Linked DNA regions of Ovis aries: region 2 is linked to region 1. The links are chromatin contacts, called in public Hi-C maps. All regions are on one chromosome and are shown on one strand. Each heading gives the region's core, a stretch centred on a gene start, on an enhancer-like site or on the middle of the called end of the contact. The rest is flanking DNA. Distances are from core to core; before and after follow the strand shown. Region 1 overlaps FRMD4A (FERM domain containing 4A). Region 2 has its middle 85 kb from the start of FAM107B.

What was found. Hi-C and Micro-C count contacts between places; a contact is called where the count stands out from the background.
Region 2: a Hi-C map of hypothalamus shows a contact between it and region 1, with 5 times the contacts expected there. The contact joins two enhancer-like sites. A contact is called at or near these places in 2 of 16 Hi-C or Micro-C datasets (hypothalamus and liver).

The regions. Positions count from the first base shown.
Region 1 is chr13:27,835,385-27,840,574 of ARS-UI_Ramb_v3.0, forward strand. All of the region lies in intron 5 of FRMD4A (FERM domain containing 4A), which reads right to left. Among named protein-coding and RNA genes, the nearest start is that of TRNAE-CUC, 170 kb to the right of the region's middle. Within about 2 kb of position 1,432, at least 11 of the 54 cell types and tissues checked have an H3K27ac peak or open chromatin away from gene starts, as enhancers often do. A contact at or near this core is called in hypothalamus, where this site is marked.
Region 2 is chr13:28,550,972-28,555,979 of ARS-UI_Ramb_v3.0, forward strand. No RefSeq gene overlaps it. Among named protein-coding and RNA genes, the nearest start is that of FAM107B, 85 kb to the right of the region's middle. Within about 2 kb of position 3,615, at least 3 of the 54 cell types and tissues checked have an H3K27ac peak or open chromatin away from gene starts, as enhancers often do. A contact at or near this core is called in hypothalamus, where this site is marked.

The DNA of each region.
Region 1 (5,190 bases), core at 182-2,681:
TCCCAGTCTATCCCTCTCCCTTCCTGCCTCCCCCTTGGCAGCCACAAGTCTGTCCTCTATGTCTTGTGAGTCTGTTTCTGTTCCACAGATGAGCTCCTTTTGTGTCACAGCTTAGATTTCACATAAAAGTGATATATATGGCCCTTGTCTTCCTTTTTCTGAGTTACTTCACATAGTATGATAATCTCTAGTTTCATCCATATTGCTGCAAATAGCATTATTTTGTCCTTTTTATGGCTGAATAGTATTCCACTGTATATATAACATGTAAGTTTCTATGAGTGAAAAGGTCTGATTTTCAACTGTTCTCCTCTCCATACACCACTGTTGGGAGTTCTTATTGGACAGTGAAATGAGTGACAAAGACATGTGGGAGGGAGGAAAAAAAAAATAAATGATTTCCCAGACCATTTATAATGTTTAGGGGTCCTTACACTCCACACGGGCCCCTGCCCCTCTACCCCTTCTCTCAGTGTGAACATGCAAAGCTGTTCACAGAGATATGCTGATGACTTTGAATCCTAGAGCCAGGAGAGCAGCAGAGGCTTCTGGAATTTGCCAGTGAGTGACCTTAGTTCTGTAATAATTATGAACCTAAAGCTGTTGGGTCTGAAATAACTTGATTTTCAAAACAATGCCTTATGTCTCGATCCCAGTCATTTTAATACTTGACAATTAAGGAGTGAAGACATTCTGTCCCACCTCCTCCCGATTTTTTCTTCAACAGCATATTAAGCAAAACATTACAATTCCCTTTCCAGCTCTCTAATGATGAGAAACTGAAATGAGAGGGCAAGTGTTATGCCTTTTGAGGTAGCATTTGTTCTCTGGCTTCACAAGAGACAGGAAGGTGGAGGAAATAACTATATTCTGAGGTGGAGGGGAAAAAAAAATCACTTCTCTTTGACAGAAACTGGAAAGCAGTTTCCTGTTAACCTTTATCACCAAGAAACAGCCTGGGAAACCCGGTGAGTTCCAGGGCTGTCTTATTATTGTTCTGTAATCCTGGATATTTAATTCATCCTGGACTTTCCATCTGTGCTAGGGAGCTGGTGAGTCAACAGTGCCCAGAGGAAAACAGACCTTGGACATCTCAATCCCACGCCAAGGCCCAGCACACGCTCGGAGAGAACTTCTAGGGAAATGGGGAAGGTTGACAGTGTCTGTTCAAAGTGGAGATCCCAGTTCTGTTCTTTTGGGCTTTCCTGGTGGCTCAGATGGTAAAGAATCTGCCTGCAATGCAGGAGACCTGGGTTTGATCCCTGGGTTGGGAAGATCCCCTGGAGAAGGGAATGGCTACCCATTCCAGTATTCTTGCCTGGGAAATCCCATGGATAGAGAAGCCTGGCAAGCTACAGTCCACGGGGTGGCAGAGTCCGGCACAGCTGAGCGACTAACACTTATCTGCTCTGGTTTTTCCTGAGAACTTTGTAAAAGGTCCTCCTTTGAGGCTCTAGATGGCGATGTTGCACTTCCTTACCTACCAGTGCGGACTGTCAGTGTTAGAGCGGGTTCACAAAAAACATTCCAGGTCTCCGGGTAAACCTAAGGAAACGGATGACGTCTCTCGTATTCAGAGGGTCTGTGTGGATGATTCCAAGTCTGATTCTGTATTAACCGAGGGGTCTGGATGCCTTGACATCTGGGGTCTTGCTTACCCTGTGGGCAATCCAATGCCTACAACCCCTTTCCTCGCCTGCCCCGGGAATTTCACACTCCAGGCTGCTATTCACCTTAATTATCTCAGAGCCAAGAAGTGGATAAATTGGGAGAGTCCACATACCCCCAGAGGCTGCTGAAGTTATTCAAACTAGCCAGTCCTAAGCCTGCTTATGGCGCCCGATCTATTCCTGCAGAAACCACAGTAACGGCTCTTGCCCACAGATATCTCACTCCCTCTGCTTCCTGGCTGAGCCCGGGGCTTCCCCAGGTGCTTTACTCTGCTGGGAACCTCTCCTCTTGGGAATCAACTAGCAGCCTCTCTTTTCAATGTTAGTCATTTCCTTATCTGTTGGCCCCAAGTACCTGAATAATAATAAGGCCTACACTCTAAAACAGGTTCTTCATGGGAACTTCCCTGGTGGTTTGGAGATTAAGAATCTGCCTTCCAATGCAGGGGATGCAGGTTTAACCCCTGGTTGGAAACCTAAGATCCCACATGCTTTGGGACAACTAAGCCAGTGAACCACAACCAGAGAAACCCACATGCCATAACAAAGATCCCACGTGCTGCAACTAAGACCCAATGCAGCCAAATAAATAAATATTTTTTCAAAAAACCTAAAACAGGTTCTTCAGCACATTTAATAGGGCTGAATCTTTTTCTTTATTCTCCCATGCGGTGCAGCTTGTGACATCTTAGTTCCCTGCCCAGGCACTGAACCCAGGCCCCGGGCAGTGAAAGCACCAAGTCCTAACCACTGGACTGCCAGGGAATTCCCAGTAGGACTGAATCACAGGGCTTCTTTTTGAGTCAAAGGAAACAGTGCTCTGGGCCACAGGCAAACCTGGCTCAGTACCATGACTGATGCCACACACAACCTGACCCAGATGATGCTAGTCTGAGGATATTTTATCAGATGGTCTGAAGTAGGAATATGTATGTGCTACGCTAGTACATGTCTGAGTGTATTCAATACTCAAGGCTCTGGAGCCTTCGGGGAGTCTGGTCCCCTTAACCTGTAGAAGCCTCAGGTGGCGGCAGACTGAACACCACTCTGCAGGATGACATCAGCTAGGGGCTCCTACGGGCCCCCTCGCTCCTCCTCTTCCCTCTCACATCCCCACTTGGCACTTGGGAATCACTGACTATTTACGGCAAGTGTTAATTAAATGGCCCAATGATTTCATTTCGTCATGAACACAAATGTCACATTTGGAAAGCTGGCTTTTGGTAGCAAAAAGGAGCGATAGTAATGAGAAGGATAATTAATACTGCTGTGAGTTTCTGCAGCCAAGTATCTCTGATGTTGAGAATTTCAACAGCGCTGAGAATCCTAACTGGGACACCCAGTTGAGATCTAGCAAGTTCTGGTTAGCAGACACCTCCTTTTAGGTCCACACCATCGTCGTTGCTGTGAGTGACAGGAACCAGCACTTGCTGTCTTAATCAGCCCGGAAAGATACCAACAGGCAGGTCGTGAACTCGGCTATAATGTCCCCCCTCCCAGATGACAGCTTCCTGGCATCTCCTCTCTTTTCTTTTTCTTCTCTGTAGCTCACTTTAGTTTATTGTTTGTGAAACTCTGGGTTTGAAGAGACACATCTAATTTCTACTTATTTTCCTACAAACAGGGTCGATGACCAGAGCTCCAAGAACACTTGGCTGGAGAATACACAATGAAAGGAACACCCAGACATGGAGGAATTATCCTGAGCACAAACTCAACTCCATTAGAAAAAAAAAAAAAGAAAAAAAGAAGGGGACTTCCCTGGCAGTCCAGTGGTAAAGATTCTGTGCTTCCAACGGAGGCACCATGGGTTCAATCCCTGACCGTAGATGAGATCCCACCTGTCTCGTAGTCAAAAAAAAAAAAAAAAAAAAACAAAAAACGAAAAAGGACAGAGCGACTTCTTTGGGTGAGTAGGCATATTTTTCCTTCTATCTTTTCTTGAACTATTTCTTTTTTTTCGTAATTGTGCTTGGTTGTTCTGGGTCTTTGTTGCTGTGTGTGGGCTTTCTCCAGCGGTGGCAAGTAGGGGCTACTCCCCAGTTGCAGTGCACAGCTTCTCATTGTGGTGGCTTCTCTTGTTGCAGAGCAGTCTCTAGGCACATGGGCTTAGCTGCCCTGTGGTATATTGGGACTTTCCGGACCAGGGATCAAACGAACCAGTGTCCCCTGCACTGCAAGGCGAATTCTTGACTGCTAGACCACCAGGGAAACCCTCTTGACCTATTTATTAAGTTTGACTGGTGGTCCCTACCAGAGGGTCACTGCTCTCAATTTGGGGAGCTTGCCTCATGGCATTAAACAATGATCTTGTCATTGAATGTGATCTTTGTCAAACACTGATCCCTGGGAGGCTTGTAGAGGATGTGTGAGGCATCAGGGGATGGGGAGAGATGAGGCTGGAGAGGCATGCACAAGTCAGGTCACCCAGGACAAGTGAGGGCAGCCTTAGCACGATAATGCATTGGGGGTCAAACGACAATCCTAGAAAGGTGCTCAGTGACAACATATAGAAGAGGGTGGGAGGGGCCAAGACCTGAAGCAGAGATGAACAAGGAGATTTCAGGATCAGCTGAGACTTATGAAGGTCCTAATTACAGACAGGGGCATGTACAGGGAAGGTAAAAGTGAAAATGTTAGTCACTCAATTGTGTCTGACTCTTTGTGACCCCATGGACTGTAGCCCACCAGGCTCCTCTGTTGATGCAATTCTCCAGGTAAGAATACTGGAGTGGGCTGTGATTCCATTCTCCAGGGTTATCTCCCTGACCCAGGGACTGAACCTAGGTCTCCTGCATTGCAGACAGATTCTTAATTATCTGAGCCACCAGGGAAGCCCATGGTAGGTAAAGGACAGAGCTATTTAAGATATATTAGATAAGAGGAATTCACAGATAAGAGGACAGAGAAGGGAACAGGTGGGAGAGAGCAGATGACATCCAGGCTGACTTTCAAGTTACTGGCTTGGGCTAAATGGGTGGTGGTGCCCGCTGCAGAGATAAGGAGGCATCAAAGCAAGAAGACCAGGTTTGGGGCAGAAAGATGATGACGTTATTTGATTCAGACAGGAGGGCAGAGAAGCGCCTGTGCAATTTGGTGCCCAGAGATCTCCAGTTACCATGGGGCTGATGGGACCAGACAATGGACCCTAGAGACTGAGGGATCAGTGGGACATGGGAAAGGGGGCAGCAAGCCCACCCTTCTGAACCTCTGCGCGAACAGAAGGGGGCATAGGAGGGGGAGCTGCAGGAGGAGGCAAGTCAGGGAGGGCATTTTCTTTTGTGAGGGTGAGAGTGCTGTGGATGTGGAGGGGAGGGGTCCGTGGAGAATAAGTGGCTTAAGATAGAGAAAAAGAGTGGAGACTGAGGGGAGTGAGCTCCCTGAGGTGGTGGGAGGCGCTGGAACCAGAAGGTTTGTGGACCTGCCAGCCTCAGATGATGGAATGAGGGGTGTGTGTGTGTGTATGAGGGAGAGGAAGAGGGAAAAAGGGATGGAGGTGGGACAAAGGGACCTTGGAAGT
Region 2 (5,008 bases), core at 2,365-4,864, 720 kb after region 1:
ATTGCCTTAAATTCCCACTCTTATGGTTCTATTTCACAGAAATTTATGTTTGGGAGGCATGATGAGTGACCCCTATGGACAGGTGCTTTTTTTCCTTTATTTTCAGGGCCCAGAAATTGGTTTTGACAACCACCAAGGGATCTGACAGGGAGGCCTGGCATGCTGCATTCCATGGGGTCGCAGAGTCGGACACGACTGAGCGACTGAACTGAACTGAACTGAAGGAAGAGATCCAAAGCTTTGGAGCCTGAAGTAGAGGATATCTCTTTTAATTCCCTTGAGAGGCCATCTAAACTCATCCATTATATTTACAATTCATTTAATAATCTCATTTTATGGGAAAAGATGTGATGTGCTATTCCACATGAATTAGCACAACTCAATTTTTTATTCCAGATACAAACAGAATCTTGATCTTTAAGATCCTAATACCACAAACACAGCCTCAGGTTACTGATGACCTTAGTGCTGGGTGCAATGGAAACCTGTTACTGTTTTTCCACTCAAAATTAACAGAATAACAAGCTGGGGGAAAAGCCTCCAGATCCAGGGATCCTGAAAGTATGGTCAGGAAAGAGCACTAATGAAAGCGTGGATGCTGGACATCCATTCATTCATTCAGTGTGATTCAGTGAGTCCCCACCAGTGGCTCAGTCCCCACCAGTGGCTCCGTCCCCACCAGTGGCTCCTACCACACTAGGCACTGGTGCTGCAGAATAACATGGGGTATGTCCAATGTCTGGAGGGAAATAACTAAGACAGTCTGTTATTAGAATGAATTTAAATCTTACTTACTAGTTATTTATTCATTCCCTTACATGGTGCTCTTTTCGAAGAGACATATCCATCCTATTAAAATAACAGTAAAACCCCTTATAGAAGAAGCTGATGGAAATAAGACGCTGTTGCATGGACTTTACCTCCCCAAATGATACACTGAAGGTCCCACTTCGAAATTTCTAGTAGGAGCATCCCAAAGTACTTCTTCCTCTGAGAACAGCGGAGAGTCCGGTTTTCAAGGGCCTCACACTCCAGTGCCCCCAGAGCCCTCACGGACAGACAAATCTCTGTCATGTTTAACGCAGACATAAAAATGGAGATTAGGGCCAAAAGAAATTACAAAGTGAAAGTGAAGGGTAATTTATTATGCACGGGCTCTCCTCCCCTTATAACCTCCGTTTGTTCCATTTTTATAGGGATCTGGGCTTTTAAGTGAATTCCAAATAAAATCTCCTATCAACAGATGCTTGTACTCGAGCAGCCTCCCAATAAGCGGCCAGTAAAAGGAGATGAAGATAAGGGGGTCTGGGGTTTGCATGGACAGATGTGGTAAGGCCAATATACATCCTACAGATTTATTACAATGGTTGCCAGTGCTATTGATTTAAACAAGTAACAGGTGAAGCAAATCTAATCTAATTCCTTTTGCTGCAATGTGAATGCACCCTAATTATCTTACCTTTGTTCCTCAGAACAAATTGTATTCACTCCACTGCGTATTGGCAGTTGCTAGAACCCACAGGGAGAGCTGGTTAATAGGCAAGATAGTACTGCAGGGCAGAGGGAGAGAGGCCTGCTCAGAGGTGAAACTAGAGAACCTTTCTTCAAGACCATCATATTGTGAAAGCTCCTGGCTTCTTTCTTCTTCCCAGATATGCTGGTGTCCACTTCCTAGGGGACCAAGGTTTTTCTTACAGAACCAATCGTTAGGTTTAACCGAAATGTTGTCATTGAAAAAAAAGGGACTGTGGAATATTTCATACTAAGAAGAGTATGTACAGAATGTCTGTGTTGTAAATAATTATAAAGCAAACACTCATGCTCCCATGACCAGGTTCATTCAAAAAGATACATGCCCCCCCAGTGTTTATAGCAGCCCTATTTACAATAGCCAAGCGCATAACATTATTTAAGAAAATGTTGTTTTTTTAATGTTATAATTTCTCCCTGATTCCAAATTATTTCATATAAAGCAATTTTCATTTGCAGTCACAAAAGGCATTAAGGTTACTCGTTTTTGAGTCTAGAACTATTATTCAGGAAGATCAGATAAATATGATGAAATGAGAGAAAGTGAAGACCAGAGAAAGAGGAAGACAATCTATTTAGAGAACAAGGGATGTAGTTTCTATTGTCAAAGACTATATAAATCACATTTTGTCACACAGCACTCCCCCCCCTCAAAAAAAGACTCCAGATTTCACCTATCTAACTAATCCTCTAAAAAGAGAAAATTGGCTGCTGCCATAGGGAGCCATCCTTTGGAACTTACTTTTGACAACACACTGCACTCTTTAGTACTTTCCATTAATTAGATTTTTAAAAAAATAACTATTTATTTTTCTGCACTGGTCTCAGTTGTGGCATGCGGGGATCTTTAGTTGTGGAGTGTGAACCCTTAGTTTCAGGATGTGGGAGCCAGTTCCCTGACCAGGAATCAAACTCGGGCCCACCTGGCATCGGGAGTGTGAAGTCTTAGCCACTGGACCACCAGGAAGTCCCTCTTTGTTAGATTTTTAATTACAAGGGCAATTTACATTCATATTTCTCCACAATGCCCACAGACTTCTGATAATTTAGGCCAGCTCCAATTTATAGCCAAGGAAACCGCTTTCTAAAATCAATTAAATGACTCTAAGCAATGAGGCTGCAGAGCCAAGGTCTGAATCTAAGAACCCTAGGATTTGAAGGAATCCCAGAAATCATTCGGGGAACTCCTTGTTCCACTGAGAAGTTTAATAAGGAACAGTCAGTGAGGGGCAGAGCCCCAGACAGAACCAAGTGCATGAATCCGAGACCAGGGTCCTACCCATTTCCTGGTGAGGTAAAGGATGAAGAAAAAACTTTTCTCCCAGTCCAAGTCACTTCAATGAAGCTACTTGGAGCTCTGTCAGTAGGGTCAAGGTTGCCTTTAAAACAAACAAACAAACAATTTTGCTGCACCGGGTCTTAGTTGCGGCATGTGGGACCTAGTTCCCTGACCAGGGATTGAACCCAGGTCCCCTGCATTGGCAACACAGAGTCCCAGCCAGTGGACCACCAGGGAATTCCCTCAAGGTTGCCTTTGTGCAAAGTCTGTGTCAGGATAGTTTCAAGTCTCTTTCTCAGTAAGTAACACAAGCACTTCCCCAGATAGTGAACCCTGGTTAAAATGGCAGAAGCCATCCTGAATTGTAATACTAAAATCAAGACCAAGAAATGCTCAGGCACAAGCGAACATTTCATCTCCTATATCTGTTTGCATTTTATAAAGGCATTTTAAAAGCATCTGCTGACTTCTGATTCTCTGAGGTTTTCCAGCATGCAGGGCACTCTCTCCTGAGCTATTCATTTCCTGCCATTCAGCAAACCTGTGTTTCGTTCAGGCTGCTACAGGTGTGGATGAGATCCTGGTCACATGTCCAGGGAGGCAAATGAGTATGAACTCCGCCACACGTGATAAGGCTTGACCCAAGCAGGGGCCCTTCCAGGGCTGGGGGTGGCCAGAGCAGGGCCATGGATGTGAGGGGCAGTCTGGTGGTGCTCAGGACCTCTGAGCTGCCTCATGAGTAATTGATGAGATTTCACTAGACGGCCCACACACCCGATGTGAGCAGAGGTGCAGAAGCCGGAAGCTAGGTGGCAGTGTGGCACAGAAGCCAAGGACACTGGCTCTGCCATAAGTGGGACCTGGGTCTGAGCTCCAGGGACCTGCTCTTTACAAGCTGTGCAGCCTCAGGCCAGTTCCTTGGCTCCTCCCTGCCTTGGTTTCCCCATCGATAAGCAGAGGGTAGTGACAGGAGCTCTTGGGCTGTGGCAAAGATGAACAGATAAAGCACTTACTTGGCAGTGCGCCTGATGCCCAGCCAAGGCCACCTGCTATGAGTTCAAAACACCGGAAGCAGCTTGATGGAGCGGCCGGAAGAGAGAAACGTCCGGAACAGAGAAACTGGACTTTATTATATTGAACAAGGAGCCGGTTTCTGAGCAAGGCAGTGATGTCCAGATTCGTGTTTCAGAAAAGAATGTTAGTATTAGGAAAGGAAAAAGGCTGGAAGCCAAGAATGGAGGAAGGAGTCCCTTGAAAAATGGTTCTATGGCTTGTTCATTTTGCGTGTCGGTCTATTTCCTCCTGGGTCCCTGGTTCCCGGATGGCAGTCCCCCACCCCCAACCTCCTTCCTCACGAGGGATCCAGGGCTGGTACTCAGCAGGCTCCACCACGGATTGGTCGGACTAATGAATGAAAGGGTGAAACTGTGCTCCTCGGACTCGCTGTAGACTGAAAAGGGTTGGGTAGCCCTTTTCATCAGTTTACAGATGAGAAACACTGCGCATCCGGAGGCCCAGGGACTCACCTACCACCCCACAGGAAAAGGGGCTATGGGACCAGGAGAGAGAGGCTCTGCTCTCTGTGCCGGAGGCTAGCGCGTCAGCTGGACGTGCTTGACTTCCATTAGACACCTCAGATCAAGAACAGAAAACAGATATCCTGAAAAAAAAAAATCTTAGGGCCAACAGGGGAAATAATACTAAATTCATTAATTAATTTCAATTCTAACTAAAAACTTAAAGTTCTGCTGATGCACAGTAGAGGGCAGCATCTTGCATCTTTAAAAAAATTTTTTTGTTGTTTTTTTCTTTCTTTCTAAGCTGTGCCACAGAGCCTGTGGGAACCCTAGTTCCCCAACCAGGGATGGAACCCATGCCCCCTGCACTGGAAGCAGAGTCGCAGCCACTGGACCACCAGGGTAGTCCGTTGCATCACTTTTGAGGGCAGTAATAGCAGCAGTCAGCCCCCTCCTTGGTGGGTCTATAGAGACTGCGCCCTAAGCCAGGGCTTGATTTTTATTATTTCATTTACGCCTCATGACCACTCAGTTCTGCAGATTAAAACAGCCTAGCAGAAAGGATCAAATTTAGAAGCCTGAGGCCGCCAGCCTTCCTCTCGCCAGAGTGGACGTGCACAGAGGTTCCATGTGACTGCCTTGCCTTGTCACTGAAGATGACCCCCAGGGAAGCCTCGATTTC